2 separate regions of the Mus musculus genome follow, and region 2 is linked to region 1. The links are chromatin contacts, called in public Micro-C maps. All regions are on one chromosome and are shown on one strand. The core of a region is the stretch at or near the end of the contact, and the rest is flanking DNA. Distances in the headings are between cores, read along the strand shown. Region 1 overlaps Sptbn4 (spectrin beta, non-erythrocytic 4). Region 2 holds the start of Ttc9b (tetratricopeptide repeat domain 9B).

Evidence for each region. A called contact is a pair of places that touch in the nucleus more often than the background predicts.
Region 2: a contact with region 1 is called in a Micro-C map of embryonic stem cells, with 2.1 times the contacts expected there. The contact joins the promoter of Ttc9b here to the enhancer-like site in region 1. A contact is called at or near these places in 3 of 39 promoter capture datasets (embryonic stem cells and stem cell-derived epiblast-like cells), 3 of 484 Hi-C or Micro-C datasets (all in embryonic stem cells), 6 of 115 datasets of contacts at active chromatin or transcription factors (all in embryonic stem cells) and 2 of 9 other capture datasets (adipose tissue and liver).

The regions. Positions count from the first base shown.
Region 1 is chr7:27,399,127-27,407,080 of GRCm38.p6, reverse strand. Sptbn4 (spectrin beta, non-erythrocytic 4) reads left to right here. Exons shown (of 36, transcript NM_032610.2): 16 at 2,163-2,913; 17 at 4,143-4,345. Among named protein-coding and RNA genes, the nearest start is that of Sptbn4, 43 kb to the left of the region's middle. Within about 2 kb of position 2,625, at least 13 of the 459 cell types and tissues checked have an H3K27ac peak or open chromatin away from gene starts, as enhancers often do. A contact at or near this core is called in embryonic stem cells, where this site is marked.
Region 2 is chr7:27,650,170-27,658,123 of GRCm38.p6, reverse strand. It overlaps Ttc9b (tetratricopeptide repeat domain 9B), which reads right to left and starts at 4,200. Exons shown (of 3, transcript NM_028417.1): 1 at 3,777-4,200; 2 at 3,030-3,212; 3 at 1,917-2,213. The coding sequence starts at 4,197. The coding sequence ends at 2,098. It overlaps Gm38973 (a long non-coding RNA gene), which reads left to right and starts at 3,892. Exons shown (of 3, transcript XR_881908.3): 1 at 3,892-4,874; 2 at 6,980-7,125; 3 at 7,882-7,954. It overlaps Map3k10 (mitogen-activated protein kinase kinase kinase 10), which reads left to right. Exons shown (of 10, transcript NM_001290528.1): 9 at 1-272; 10 at 1,138-1,749. The coding sequence ends at 1,460.

The DNA of each region.
Region 1 (7,954 bases), core at 1,376-3,875:
CTGCTAGCACCTTCTCTATCCATGCACTGTGAAAGCCAGAGGTGTGTGATATCAACCCTTCCGAGGTGTTGATGGGCACTTTGTAGATCAGGAAAATCTTTTTTTTTTGAAAGATTTCTTTCTTTCTTTATTCCTTTTGTTTGTTTGTTTTGGTTTTTGTTTTTTCTCTGTATAGCCCTGGCTGTCCTGGAACTCACTCTATAGACCAGGCTGGCCTCGAACTCAGAAATCCACCTGCCTCTGCTTCCCAAGTGCTGGGATTAAAGGTCTGCACCACCACTGCCCGACTGAAAGATATTTTTATTGTATTTTTAGCATGTGTGTGCGTGTATGTACACATATGTATGTGCATGTGTACACATGTGCATTTGGATGTAGTACCTGTATAGTCCAGAAGAGGGTGTAAAATTCCATGGACTAGCAGTTACAGGTGGTTGTAAGCTACCCAATGTGGGCGCATGGGATGGAACTAGGGTCTTTTGTGAGAGCAATATGAATTCTTAACCACTGAGCCATCTCTTCAGTCTCAACGGCAACTTGACAAGAAGATACTACATGCCCAATGCTGGTGACGATGGGCTGAGGACGCAGCCAGTTTCATGGGCAATTCACTAGTTTGTCCAGAAAGAACTCATAAGGTGCTATTATTGGTCAGGAGTTTTCTCGTGCACTTTATCTTATTTGAGGTGTATTATTTAGTTGTCTATTACTTTGGTTTCTTGAGACAAGGACTGCTGTTCTCAGGCTGGCCTTGAACTCAGTAGCTGAGGATATCCTTGAACTCTTGATCCTTTTGCCCTACCTAGCAGGATTATTATAGACATGTGCCTTCTACCTGCTCCATTCTTAAATTATCTATCTATCTATCTATCTATCTATCTATCTATCTATCTATCTATCTATCTATCTGGGTCAGAGTCTCGCTATGTAGTCCTGGCTATCCTGGAACTTGCTATGTAGACCAGGCTAGCCTCATTTCGAACTCACAGAGATCTGCCTGCCTCTGCCTCCCAAGCACTGGGACTAAGATGTGTTCCACCATGCCCTGCTCCTTTTTACTTCTGAGAGAAGATCTCCTGTAATCTAGGCTAGCTTGAACTTTCTGTATAACAAGGCTGGCCTATGCTTTCCACATGCTAGGATTATGGGAGTGTACCATCACGACTGGCTTCCTAAGTACTTTAATTTAATTAACTGTTTTATCCTCCAGCCTCCTGGGGTCCACAATAGAGCTTCCAGAATTTAGAACATGTTTTTTTTTAAATTACATTTTGGGTGGTATAGAGGGGTCTGAGGCAGAAGGAACTGGAGTCCAGGGTTTCAAGGCAACTTAAAAACCAGAAGTGTACCTGTATCCAGTGCCATCACTGAGGAGACAGAAGCAGAAAGATCACAAGTTCCAGGCTAGCCTCAGCTACCTACTAGGACCTGTCTAAAAAGGGATGGGGTGGGGTGTATATACCTGCAGATGAAATGAGCACAGACATTAAAAAGTAAATTATGGGGCTGGAGAGATGGCTCAGTGGTTAAGAGCTCTTCCAGAGATCTTGAGTTCAATTTTCAGCAACCAGAATGGTGGCCTACAACCATTTGTAATGGGATCTGATGCCCTCTTCTGGTGTGTCTGAAGACAGCATCAGTGTACATAAAATAAATAAGCAATTCTTAAAAAAAAAAAAAGACACACATCATGCCCTCTTCCCCTTCCCCTCCCTCCCTCCCTTCCTCCTCCTCCTCCTCCTCCTCCTCCTCCTCCTCCTCCTCCTCCTCCTCCTCCTCCTCCTCCTCCTCCTTTGACAGGGTCTGTGTAGCCCAAGGAGTGCTAAGATCATAGGTGTGTACTACACCACACAGCCGTGATTCTCTGGACTGTGTGCCCTAGGCAGGCAGCTGTTGTCTGTTTTCCGTCCTCAGTTGCTAATAAACTCTGAAAGATAATGAGATAACAAACAGAATCCTAATATTATTATGAAGATAATTTGGTAGCGCTGGAACGATACATACATTGAAAGTTGTGCTCTAAGCACTGTCCAGAGTGAGATACTATTGATTTAGGCACAAACTGGGACTCTCCCAGGCTTCTGAGCGTCCGAAAACCTGGATTTTACCCTGGGTGTGCGGATTCTCCGCATCCGATCACCCTCTTTCCCGCCCCTGAACAGGTGGAACCGCATCGTGGAGTTGGTGGAACAGCGCAAAGAGGAGATGAGCGCGGTGCTGCTGGTGGAGAACCACGTGCTGGAGGTGGCCGAGGTGCGCGCCCAAGTGCGCGAGAAGCGACGGGCAGTGGAGAGCGCGCCCCGGGCGGGGGGAGCCCTGCAATGGCGCCTGAGTGGCCTGGAGGCGGCTCTACAGGCGCTAGAGCCGCGACAGGCGGCGCTGCTGGAGGAGGCGGCGCTGCTGGCCGAACGCTTCCCCGCACAGGCGACGCGCCTGCACCAGGGCGCCGAGGAGCTAGGAGCCGAGTGGGGCGCACTGGCCGGAGCGGCTCAGGCCTGCGGCGAGGCGGTTGCGGCGGCAGGTCGCCTGCAGCGTTTCCTGCGCGATTTGGATACTTTCCTGGACTGGCTGGTGCGGGCGCAGGAGGCAGCAGGCGCCGTCGAGGGGCCGCTGCCTCGCAGCCTGGAGGAGGCGGATGGGCTGCTGGCGCGCCACGCCGCGCTCAAGGAGGAGGTGGATCAGCGTGAGGAGGACTACGCGCGCATCGTGGCTGCCAGTGAAGCGCTGCTAGCGTCCGAGGGCGCGGAGCTGGGCCCCGGTCTGGCGCTAGACGAGTGGCTGCCGCACCTCGAGGTTGGCTGGCACAAACTGCTCGGCTTGTGGGAGGAGCGCAGGGAGGCGCTGGTCCAAGCGCACGTCTATCAACTCTTCCTGAGAGACCTGTGCCAGGCGCTTGCGGTGCTGCGCAACCAGGTGCCTGATGGCTGTCTGGGGTGCGGGGTCTGGGCTGAGAGGGATTGGGTGTGGGGGCACAGACTTGCTTTGATGTGTTTCCTGGGACCCCTAGATTCCTGCTTTGTTTGGGGGTAGGGAATTAAAGGAGTAGTGGTTTATCTGGAAAATTGAGGTCTGTGACAGAGATAAAAGGTTATGTTGAATGGTGTGGGTTCATGGGGCGGTATATTTTCTATCTATCTATCTATCTATCTATCTATCTATCTATCTATCTATCTATCTATCATCGAATCAAGACAGGGCCTTTCTATATAGTCTTGGCGGTGCTGGAACTCGCTATGTAGATTAGGCTGGACTTGCATTCACAAAGATCCTACTGCCTCTGCCTTACAAGTGCTAGGATTAAAGGCATGTGCCACCACCATTCGCGCATAGTAGCATAGACGACCAGCTTTTAATTTAAAAAATTATTTTTATTTGTTTTGCCTGTGTGTATTCATGCATAAAATGCATTTAGAGTCCTGGGAGGCCAGAAGAGGGCACCAGATCCTTTGGGATTAGAGTTACAGTTATGAGCCACCATGTGGGTGATGGGAATCGAACACAGGTCCTTTGGAAGAGCAGCGTGTGCTCTTAATACTGGAGCCATCTCTCCATCTTCCTATCTTTTAATTTAAAAAAGAATTTATTTTTATTATATTTAACGGTGTGCACCTGTGTGTACACGTGAAGATTCCCAAGAAGGCCAAGGCGATGGAGCCACTGGAGTTGGTCGTTGTGGAATGCGGAATGTGGGTGCTAGGAACCCAACTCAGATTTTTCTGGACGAGCAGTAAATACTCTTAACCAATGAGCCATTTGTCCAACCCTTGCTTTTATGGAGACAGGATCTATGGAGCCCTGGGGGTCTGGAACTCTCTGTACAGACCAGGCTGGCCTTGAACTCTCACAGATCTTCCAGTCTCCACTTCACAAAGTTCTGAGATTAATGCTCTGCTTGGGTTTAGTGGTTTATGAGAGGTGAATTTGAAGTGGCTTATTGGGATTGTGGATTATCTGGAAGGAGCTAGCAAGAGAGGATAATTCATAGATTTGGCAGAGTGGGCAGAGACCTGGGGGAATCTGGAAGGACAGACTGCTAAAAAGAGGGGCCAGCAGGAGTAAAAGACCCTGAGGTGGAACTGTGCCTGAAGCCAACCAGCGTCCTGGGGTGGAGCCAAGCTGACCTGTATCCCTTCCGTTCCCAGGAGGTGGCGCTGTCTGGCGCTGAACTCCCTTGCACAGTGGAGTCGGTAGAAGAGGCGATGAAAAGGCACCGGGATTTTCTCACCACGATGGAGCTGAACCAGCAAAAGATGCAGGTGGCGGTTCAAGCTGCAGAGAGCCTGCTGCGGCAAGGCAACGCCTACGGGGAGCAGGCGCAGGAGGCAGTGGCTCGGCTGCTAGAGAAGTAGGTCCCCGGTTCCAAAACTGTGCCCAGAAAGTGGGGTCTGGGCACCGTAGAGTGGGGAAGGGATACCCAGATCTTTCTTCCCACCCCTATTTCCAGCTTCTCTGCCTTTTCTCGTTTCAATTTAATTCCTTATTTGTTTATTTGTTTATTTAATCTATGTTTTTGGCACAGGGTCTCTTGTAGACCAAATTGGCCTGGGTTTTTTTTACATCCATGCATCCATCTCTCCATCCATCCATCCATCCATCCATCCATCCATCCATCTATCGTGTGTGTGTGTGTGTGTGTGTGTGTGTGTGTGTGTCACAGGACAACTGAACTGGAAGGCGTTAGTCTTCTCCTCCTATTACATGACTATGAGGATCAAACTGGGCGTTTCAGGTTTGGCAGCAAGTGCCTTTACTTCCTGAGTGTTGTCACCTGACCTAGCCTAGAACTTTTTTCATAGCTTGGGATGACATCGAACTCCTAATACTTCTGCCTCCTCCTCCTCATGGGACTAAAGACACACATCATGGGGGCAGGGGAGATAGCTCAGCGGTTAAGAGCACTGACTGCTCTTCCAGAGGTCCTGAGTTCAATTCCCAGCAACCACATGGTGGCTCACAACCACCCGAAATCAGACTCCCTCAACGCCCTCTTCTGGTGTGTCTGAAGACAGCAACAGTGTACTCATTTACATAAAATAAATAATTCTTTAAAAAAAAAGACACACATCATTATGCCCTCTCCCCCTTCACCTCCCTCCCTTCCTCCTCCTCCTTCTTTGACAGGGTCTGTGTAGCTTAGGCTGATGTCAGACTCAAAGCAATGCTCCAGCCTCAGCCTCTTAAACAATAGGATTATAGACATGCCCCACTGTTCCTAGCCATAATGTATTGTTCCGGGTTTGATTTAAATGGCTACTTGGTGAGCCGGCAGGAGATAGCTGGTTCACCAAAAGATACAGAGTTTGAACACTGAGAATCTCAGTCCTCTGACCTGACTAGAGGGACTGAGTCTGGGTGACAGGGGAACCACAGGGTCCTAAATCGTCCTCCCACAAATTCCACAGTGAAAGGCCACACAAAGATGTGTTTCAGATTTCTCCAGGAGGTACTCCTGCCTCTTGTCATGTTGACAAATATGTTGACTAACATCACAGTCAGGGCGAGGAAAGTTCAGGGCTCTGTGGGAGCCTACAGGAAATGTGTGTCCCAGCTTTGAGCTGAGTGACACAAAGTTGGAGGCAGGTCTAATCCCTGAACCTCTCCAGGCCCCAATATTTACTTGACAGGAGACATATTGCCACCCTTGTGGGATGAGTGGACAAAGCTATGCCATTGATATATAATTCCCCCATCCCTCTCCCTTGCTGTGAGAAAATCCTTGGCAGGAACAAGTTGAAAGGGGAAAGTTTTATTCTGGCCCATGGTGTCAGGGGGATCTGACTGTGCTGGGGCAGTGGCTGATGGAGCAGAGCAGGTCATGTCATGGCTGGTGAGGAAGCAGTGGAAAGGGAATTGCTAGGACTTTGCCAGATGCTGGAGAAGGCCAGAAGAGGATACCAGAGCCTTCTGGAACTGCTTTTCCAGAACTGGTTGTGAGCTGCCATGTAAGTGCTGGGCACTGAACCTGAACTCCCTGCAAGAGGAACTAAACCTCTTAACCAACTAACCATCTCTCCATCTCTCCTCCTCTTGCTTGGATTTTGGGCTTTGCTTTTATTTTTGTTTTGAAACGGGGTCTCATGTAGCCCAGACTGTCCTGGAATTCACTATATAGCCAAAGCTGACCTTGAGTTTCCGATGCTTCTGTCTCCACCTCCCACGTATTTGATCACAGGTGTGCACCCACATCCTCATCTGGAGTGTGCTGGAGATGGAGCCCAGCGCTTTTCGAATGCTAGGCAAGCATCTCATCACACCAGCCACATTCCATCACCAAGTCACTTTCCTTAGCTGCATTTGCATACAGGGCTCTGTGACAGAATTGCTTTGTAGGGTGTCTTGGCCAGGAAGTGGTACAGCTGGCACTGGAACCCTCTTAGCTTCGCAGCCTCACAGAAAGGAAGGCTTCCCTATATCACGCGTTTGAATCCCCCACAGTCTGGGTTGCAACGTCCCCATGGAATTGATGTGTAGGTTTACTGCTAAGGAATTTCCTGGCTCCTGGTGAGAGGCCAGGAAGTATAGCCCTGGCTGTCCTGGAGCTCACTCTGTAGACCAGGCTGGCCTCGAACTCAGAAATCCGCCTGCCTCTGCCTCCTGAGTGCTGGGATTAAAGGCATGTGCCACCATGCCTGGCTGTTTGCTTGCTCTTTTTGGGCCTCTCCTGTTCCTTTTATGCTGCTCTGCCTTTGGGTCTCTCTGGAATTAGCTCCCACATGCTGTCCCTTTGTATCCATTTATTTCTATGTCTGTTTCCTCTTCTTTTTCTCCTTCACTTTCCACTTTAGAGAAAAGACACTATGTGCACCTCTAATGCCTTCTCCCTTGACAGTAGTAGCCTAAGCTGGCCTCAACTCTTTATATATTAAGGTTGACCTCAAACTCCTGACCCTCCAACCTCAGGCTCCTAAGAACTGGGTTTATAGCATGTGCCAACATATCCCTCCCACCCCCCACTTTCTCAGACCTTATTTTTGTTTCATCTCTTGGTTCTCACTATCTCTCTAGAGGCAGTCCTGCATTTGTTTATTTTTACATTCATTTAAAAAGGACACACGGAGCCGGGCGTGGTGGCGCACGCCTTTGATCCTAGCACTCGGGAGGCAGAGGCAGGCGGATTTCTGAGTTCGAGGCCAGCCTGGTCTACAGAGTAAGTTCCAGGACAGCCAGGGCTACACAGAGAAACCCTGTCTCGAAAAACCAAAAAAAAAAAAAAAAAAAAAAAAAAAAGGACACACGGAGCAGTCACTGTATCTCAAGGAGCTCATGGCTGTGAATAAAAACAGACAAAAACAAACACCAAAAACTGCCTCAGGCACAAGCACAAGGACCTGAGTTTTACCCCCAGCACCCACGTAAAGAGCTGAGCAGTGGTAACGCCAGCTTTAATCCCACACTTGGGAGGCAGAGGCAGGAGGAGCCTGGAGGCTCTGCGACCAGTCAGCTGAGCCAAGATGGTGAACTTCAGGTTAAATGAGAGGAACCGTCTCAACAAGCAAAGATGGAGAGCAGAAGAGGAAGACACTGAATATTGACCTCTGGCCTACATACATATGCATAACCCCCCCCCCACACACACACAAACAATACTCCTTGTCTCAGTGGACGTGTCACCCCAATGGAGGGGGATAGACATGGTAAGGAGTGCATACAACATGGGGATACAGTGCCAAGGATGAAATGAAAGGAAGAAAAGAAACCAGAAACTCTCAGGGAATGGTTAAGAAAGATGGCGCAAAGCTGGTGGTCAATTACACCAGAGGTTCTTAACCTGTGGGTCGCGACCCCTCGAGGCTCAACTTTTTCATAGGGGACACATGTCAGATACTCCACATATCAGATATTTACATTACAGTTCATAACCATAGCACAATTGCAATTATGAAGTAGCAAAGAAAATTTTATGGTTGGGAGGGGGTCACCACAACATGTTAAAGAGTCCCAGTGTTAAGAAGGT
Region 2 (7,954 bases), core at 2,951-5,450, 250 kb before region 1:
TGTATCGGATTGTAACTCTACGCGCTCATTGCTGCGCTCTGACAGTGACGAGGCTGCCCCTGCCGCCCCCTCCCCGCCGCCTTCTCCGCTCGCGCCCTCACCCAGCACCAATCCTCTCGTGGACGTGGAGTTGGAGAGCTTCAAGAAGGACCCCCGGCAGTCACTTACGCCCACCCACGTCACTGCCGCCCACGCTGTGAGCCGTGGACACAGGCGGACGCCATCAGATGGGGCTTTGAGACAACGGGAGCCTCTGGAGCTCACCAACCACGGTGAGTGGGGCCTGTCCAAGCAATCTTTCACAGACTACTGACCCGTGTTTCCTTCTGAGCCACCCCAGCCGTCATTGCCGGGCCCCTTGTGGGTCTTGGGGATGCCTGAGATAGGATAAATTGGGCAATGTCAATATAATGTCTGCGAGGACAGGGTAGGTGACATGATGGCAAGTGGAAGCATTGGTAGCCATCAGCACTGTCCTCTCTGCTTATTAGCCAGCAGTATGGTCAGGAGGGCGTGGTCGGGAATTACTTGTGCCCTTCAGGCCCTGGGTTCTGGGTTACAGCCACTGTAGTCAGGTTTGAATCTCTCAGCCCCAGCCATGCGCTGTTTCGATCACTCCAGAGATGCAGGCTAGGAGTAGCAGCACACACTGTGAACCCAGTACTCGGGGTCAGGAGTTTATGGTCAGCCTGGGCCACACTCAGAGTTTGAGACCAGCCTGGGCTACATGAGACTCTGTCCCTAAGATGGAAAGATGAACTGGGGTACAGCTCCTTTGGTAGAAGAATTGTCTAACATGTTGAGTGTGATCCCCAACACCACATAAAACTGGATGTTTTCACAATCCTACAACCCCATATTCTGGAGTTCAAGGTCATCTTCGGTTACACAGAGTTCCAGACCAGCCTGTCACAGAAAATGTAAAAAGGTCATCTTCCAGAACAAGCCATTGGAAACTGTGAGAACTTGTTCAAGACCCAAGTGCGGGGCTGCTCATGGCTGTGGCCTTCCTAGAAAGCAGGTGCAGCAAGTTCTGAGAGTCTCTCAGAAGCCAGTAGCCACTTTCCAAGGATGGGGTTGGCATAGAAACGGCGCCCTTTACCCCACCCCTCACCGCATGTGATCCTCTTTCCCTAGGTCCTCGAGACCCCCTGGACTTCCCTCGACTGCCCGACCCCCAGGCCCTGTTCCCTACCCGACGCCGGCCCCTGGAGTTCCCTGGCCGCCCCACCACCCTCACTTTTGCCCCAAGACCCCGGCCTGCTGCCAGCCGCCCCCGTCTGGATCCCTGGAAACTGGTCTCCTTTGGCCGGACACTCAGCATCTCGCCTCCAAGCAGGCCAGACACTCCAGAGAGCCCTGGGCCCCCCAGCGTGCAACCCACGTTGCTGGACATGGACATGGAGGGCCAGAGCCAGGACAATACAGTGCCCCTATGTGGGGTCTATGGCTCTCACTGAGACCTGCCCACCACCACCCGCCTGGGCAGCCATGAATGTAGCGCCCCAGGCCTGCCACAGCCCACCATTTGCCAAGGTGGGGGAGGCCCTGGGCAGGATACTCACTCTATTTATTGGGGAAGGGGGGAGGGGAGGACACTTAATTTATTCCTTTGTACCCCAGGTTGTGGAGCTCTGAGCCCAATCTGCTGTGGGGAGAGGGTGGGTGGGCAGGGATACTCAGGGACAGAATATTGTGGGGGATCTGGCACAAGGCGCAGCATTAAAGGTAAGCCCTGCCCCCTACCAAGCTTGGCTGTGTGTGCGTCCCCTGCCTGGGCCCTGATGCTGATTTACTCCACAGTGGGACACCCTTAAACCCTACATTTCCTCCCTGGGCCTCTGGGTGTCTGCAGAAGTGACAGCTAGGTATAGACCTGTCCTTCATCCCCACAATAAGACCACACAAAGGAGGCGCCAGTGGCAGCGGCTTTACCAGTAAACGCATGAGTCGGGGGAAGGTGCCCGGTGAGGTTGGTGGGACTAAGGTAGAGGCTGCCCCTTGGCCTCAGCCCACGACAGACATTCCGAGCTGGGCAGGTCAGGGGAAGGTGCCCAGTAGGGTTGGAGGGACTAAGGTAGAGGCTGCCCCTTGGCCTCAGCCCACGACATTCCGAGCTGGGCCTCCAGTGCCACCATCACTGTCTTCCCTCTGGAGGCTGCAACGGTTCATCTTCAGCTGAGTCAGCTGGATGTAGCGGAGAACATTGGTGTCTGCAGGGGAGGGACGGGAACATTATCTGGGTGTCCTGAGACAGCAGCCGATAGTTATGTCCTCAGGACAGTCAGCACCTCACTCCCGGCACCTCAGCTGTACCAGCCACCCAGAGAGATTTCACACCTCCTACCTCACACGTGTGGCAGCGGCAGCAGCCGCGCTCTGTCGCTCTGTCGGCAGAGGCTCCTCTCCCACCTCCACTCATCCCCAAGTGACAACTGTTCTCAGCAAACCACTTCACGGGAAAGCTAATCTTGCCTCCTTGCTCCCACAGCCCTACATCTAGCTCCTGCTGTGTCCCCTCCCCATGGGGTTGTGTCATGTCTACACACACATGGACACATGAGTACCCTGACTGCTCTTCCCGAGGGCAGAGAACAAGCATTACAAGCAGATGAGTGGAGGGCCATAGGTGACAGAGGAGCTGAGTGTGACCAGGAGGGAGTGAAGGAATATGGGTGTGGGGGGAGAAATATTCAAGGCCATCGTCGGTGAGTGGATAGGGACACGGATGGGCTAAAGCATTGGGGATGTAGCCTAGTTGGTAGAGTGCTTGCCTTGCATGCATGAGGCCCTAGGTTCAATTCCCAATGAAGAGAGTTGGTTGGGGAAATGCCAGAGGAACAAGGTGAGTATACCTTTGGGGACGGTGGATGGGTGCTGGATGAGTGTATGAGGAATCTTAGGTAGCTAGAGAGAGCTTGTCTGGAGCTGGTAACAGCACTTCCCTGGGGTGGCTTGGCTCTGCCCTGGTCCTCCCGCCTAGGTTTCCTCTGTTCTAACCCCCTGCCCAGCCCAGCCCTGCCACTCACCTGTGGGCTCTCGGCTGCGGGCCTCCTGTAGGTAGCGCAGCGCACGTGCATAATCACCCAAGTGGTAGAAGGCAATGCCGGCACGATAGGTGGCCTTGAAGTTGCCCTGCTGTTTCTCCAGCACCTTGAGACAGTACTCACGCACCCGCTCATAGTTCACCAGCTCCGACTGCAGGAGGCAAGCTGTGGGATGCAGAGACCCTGTAGTCTCAGACACAGCCTGCATCCCCTAGGATTCACATGACCTCAAATAACCTGACCTCTTCCCCTGGGCATATGGGATTGCTCTGGCCACCAGGAGACACTAATCAGCTAACCTGTTAGTATAAGAGCTATCTGCGCCGCCGCTAGAGGGCGCAGGACAGACAAGTCTGAAGCAATTAGCTGGAGGTTTTCCCAAGTAATTATAGAGGGAGGGTCCAAGAACGAAATAGCCGGTGCAGGGTAAGCCTTTCTAACCTTGGCTCATGCGTGGCAGACCGGGGGAAAGAATGAGTCAGGGAAGTGGGGCTTAGAAGACCAAGTCCAGAGCCCGTTTCATTATTCAAGCCCCTGCTTACTCCATCCAAGAAGCCCTATTCATCTACTCCCAACTCTCTTCCTCAGCAAGTTTTGTAGTCTTCCCCGCCAGACCACAGCCCTGACTCCTTCAGCTTCCAGCCACCACAGGCTCTATAGCCTCCTGATTACCCCCTCACTACCCACCCGTTTCACCCGAGTCCTCTGCGCCCCCCGACGGCCCCGTACCAGTGAGGGAGTCGTAACATTCAACCTCTGTGTTCTCCACCAGGCGCCGCTGCTCCTCGCTGAGGCGGGCGGGCCCCGGGCTGGTGGTGGGTCCCGGGGAGGGGGTGGGCAGACCGCCAGGGCGGGCCCCTTGAGCCGCCTTCAGCTGCAGCAGTGCCCGGTGGTACTTGCCAATGGCTTCTCGGAACTTCTTCTCTCGGTAGCAACGCTGACCCTCCGCCTTGAACGCCACGGCAGCCCGCAGGCTGCTGTCGAGCGCCGCAGCCAGGCCCCCAGACGGCTCTGGGGCAGGACCCGACCGAGCAGAGCCATGGCGAGGCGCTGAGCCGGGGCCCGGCGGGGAAAGGGCGGGAGGCGGGCGCGGTGGAGGCTCCGGGGCAGCGCTGAGCATCAGCACCGGGGACAGCGCGCCGCGCTGCATTGTGGGAAACTCCTGCGGCCGCCGCTGCAGCTACCGCATCGCCCCCCGCGGGGCCGGTCCCCACCCTTTCTCCGCCCCCACATCTCTGGCTGCCGTCTCCGGCTGCCCCCTATGGGTCTAGAAAAACCCCTCCAAACTCCCCCTCGCTCACCCTCAAACCAGCCTGGGTCTAGTTGTTCTGGCGCCTCTCCCTTGTCCCCACAGTCCTTACCCTCCCACCCGACTGCATGTTCTCCCGGAGATTTCTAGAAGAAAAAGGCTGAGCGGGCAGACATCAGTTTTGTGGAAAGCTGGTTTTCAGCCCACTAGTCATTTGGCATGTTGGATAAGAATACAGGATTGGGAGTCAAGCTGCCCGGCTTCAGACACTGGTTTCTCATTACTCTATGATTTGGACAATCCCCTCAAATTACCTATTGTACTATAGTGCGGGACAATAGTACATACGTTGGAATCGATTCTTTATGTAATAAACAAATAGCCATTGCTCAATTTCTGTTCAGGGGGAGGGGGTTGATGGGCCAATGTAAAAACAAACAACAACAACAGAAGTCAAGTGGGGTAGCACCTGCCTGTAGTCACACTCGGACATCTGAGGCAGGAGAGTGGAAAGAAGTTTGAAGCTAATCTGGTGCTAACGAGGAAATTCCAGATCAGCCATGAACTACAAAGAAAAGGTAGGTGTGGGAGATTAAGGAGAAGGGAGGGAAAAGGAGAGAGAAAGAATTATTTAGATAGAGCCACATCTCCTAGGTTCACAGCCTAGTGGAGAGACAGACCTGTAACAGCCCAAAGTGGCTGATCCTGGGAAGCGCAGGAGGAGAGCCATGGCTAGCATGGAGAAGTCAGAGGAGGCATTTGCTCTAGGTTGAAGTGTGACTGGGGACTTCCTGGAGGAAAGGCAACTCTGCAACCTAGCCATTCTGTCCCTTGCCTTCCATTTCCAGAAAAGCCAGTGGGGAGGTGACAAGGGTCCCCACTGACAGCCCAGGACCACCAGTACAATAAGGACAACCAAGAAAATGCGGCTGCGGCTGCGCTGTGGTGGCACTCCCCTGCAATCCCTGCACTTAGGAGGCAGAAGCAGCAGAACTCTATGGTTTCCGGGCCAGCCAGAGCTACACCTGACTCAAAAAAGAGGGGGAAAAGGAAAGAAATTCGTTCATTATGGGCCAGCAACATAGCAGTAGCCACCACGTGAGTTCCATCTGTGGAACCAGCCTCTCAAAGTGGTTATCTGACCCCTTCCTACATATACCTGCACACACACACACAAACTCACGCACATACACACACACGCGCGCGCACACGCGCACACACACATACACACACGCACGCACACACACATGCACACACACGCGCACACACACATGCACACTCACATGCACACTCACATGCACACACATGCACACGCACGCACACATGCACACACACATGCACACACACACACACACACACAAGCATGCACATGCACACAAACAAAGAGTGTAAATTTTAAATCCTCTTAGAATTTCTTTTCAAGATACTCATATGCAGGCAAAAAAGAAACAAACAAAACCACAACAACAAAAGGGTGGGGGGAGCTGGAGAGATGGCTCAGTGGTTAAGAGCACTGACTGCTCTTCCAGAGGTCCTGAGTTCAATTCCCAGCAACATGGTGGCTCACAACCATCTGCAATGGGGATCCGATGCCCCCTTTGGGTGTGTCTGAAGACAGCTACAGTGTACTCACATACATGAAATAAATAAATCTTTAAAAAAAAACCAAACCGGCCGGGCGTGGTGGCACACGCCTTTGATCCCAGCACTCGGGAGGCAGAGGCAGGCGGATTTCTGAGTTCGAGGCCAGCCTGGTCTACAAAGTGAGTTCCAGGACAGCCAGGGCTATACAGAGAAACCCTGTCTCGAAAAACCAAAAAAAAAAAAAAAAACAAACCCCAAACCCCAACCTCACCTTGCACTTCAGATCTCCGTCTCTCCTTTTCCAATGCTGGCATTAGGTACATATGCCCATGCTTGGAGTTTATGCAGCACTAGAGATCTGATTCAAGGCTTTGTGTACCAACTACATTCCAGCCCTCAAATAGGAGAGACTTCCCCAGGCTGATGACCTGCACAGGCCTGCATGTGTGTGTGTTGGGTTTCTACCATCAATTAAAAGGATCAAGTTAAGGGTTGAAGAAAGGGCTCAGGGTTAGCTCCTGCTGAGTTTCCAAAGCAACTGAGTCCAGTTCCTAGAACCCCCGTGGTGACTGACAACCTCGTGTAACTTCAGTCCTAGGGAATCCAATGCTCTCTTCTGGCCTCAGAGAGGACCTGCATTTACATAATGCACACAAACTCACTCAGACACACAAGAATAAATAAATCTTTTATAACATTGAATTATCCGAGAGTGTGACGCACACTTGTAACCCCAGAACCCAAGGAGCGAAGACAGGAAAACGGAATTTGAGGCCAGCCGGGGCTACTTAGCAAGACCCTATATTATGTATATATGATGTATGCTTACATACAAATGTATTAGTGTTTATGGAATCATAGATCTTCAATCAGTTTTACAAAATTTGCAAAGCTGACAAACCAGGTCGAGGCAGTGCTCTTCGTAAATAGGGCGGGCCCAGTTTGTTCACCTTTCCCATCTTCAGAAGTTTCTTCCCACCTCTGAAAGGATCCCAGTTTTGGGGAGTTTTTGGTTTTGTTTCCTGAAGAGCAACCCTCGGGAAGCCCGCCAGTGCCCCCTGGCGGAAGAGGTTAGAATTTGCCTCTTCCTTTCTTTAAGAGGTTTGCTGTGATTATCCAATCAGAGGAATTATAGAAGCCTGGAAGCAACCAGTCAAAATCGAGTGCGGGACTGAAATTCGACCAATAAGGATGAAGGACTCTCCAAAGAAAAGAAAGACTTTTTGTTGAATTAAAACTACCAAGGTACTTTGCGGTTTTGTTTTATTTATTTATTTATTTATTTATTTATGAGTGGGGCTGGGGCTCCGGAAGGTGAAAGATGCAGGATGCGAAGCAAGAGAATGGTCAAGCTAGCGGCCCGACGTCGGGGCAGTGAGTATACTTTAGAAAGACAGAAAGGTGGGGGGGGGGGGGCAGTGCAGAACTTGGACAGCTCCAGAGGCTCCAGTTTCAGAGAACTCCATGCAGAAAAAAGAAGTCAAGCAGGAAAGGGAACTAGAAGTTTGGGCTAAAAAGAGTGATATAATATAAGTCATTGGAGTTGGAGTGACTGGGGCAGGTTGGAACTAGAGGATACCAAGGAAGGGCAGTCACACCTTATTCTTCTTTTAGGATGCGGCTAGAGGGAGCCAGAATCCAAGGGAAGGTGAAGTGGAACTGAGTGGGCACTTACCCTACCCTGAGTATAGGAAGATGGGAGGGTTACAGGGGGTACAACCTGAGGCTTCCAGCTTGTTCCACTAAGCCCTGCCTCCAGCCTATCACTGGGGGATTCTAGGATTCTCGGCAGGGGCTTTACCACTGAGTCACGCCCCTGGCCCCTCACTGGGGGATTCTAAGGAAAAGCACCCTGAGCCCAGGTTGAGAGTCCCCAAGAATGCACAATCGTCCCCAGAGAAAGACAAATGGATCCCTAAAAGCTAAGCAAACGAGACACATTTTTACCAACTCAGAAAAATAAAAAAGTGTTGTTCCTATAATTTTCTCTTATTCTCATAGATGGTGAAGACAGTAACTAGGCAGTTATTACTTGGTGCCCAAGAGAACCAAGACACTACCCTCGGCCAAGACC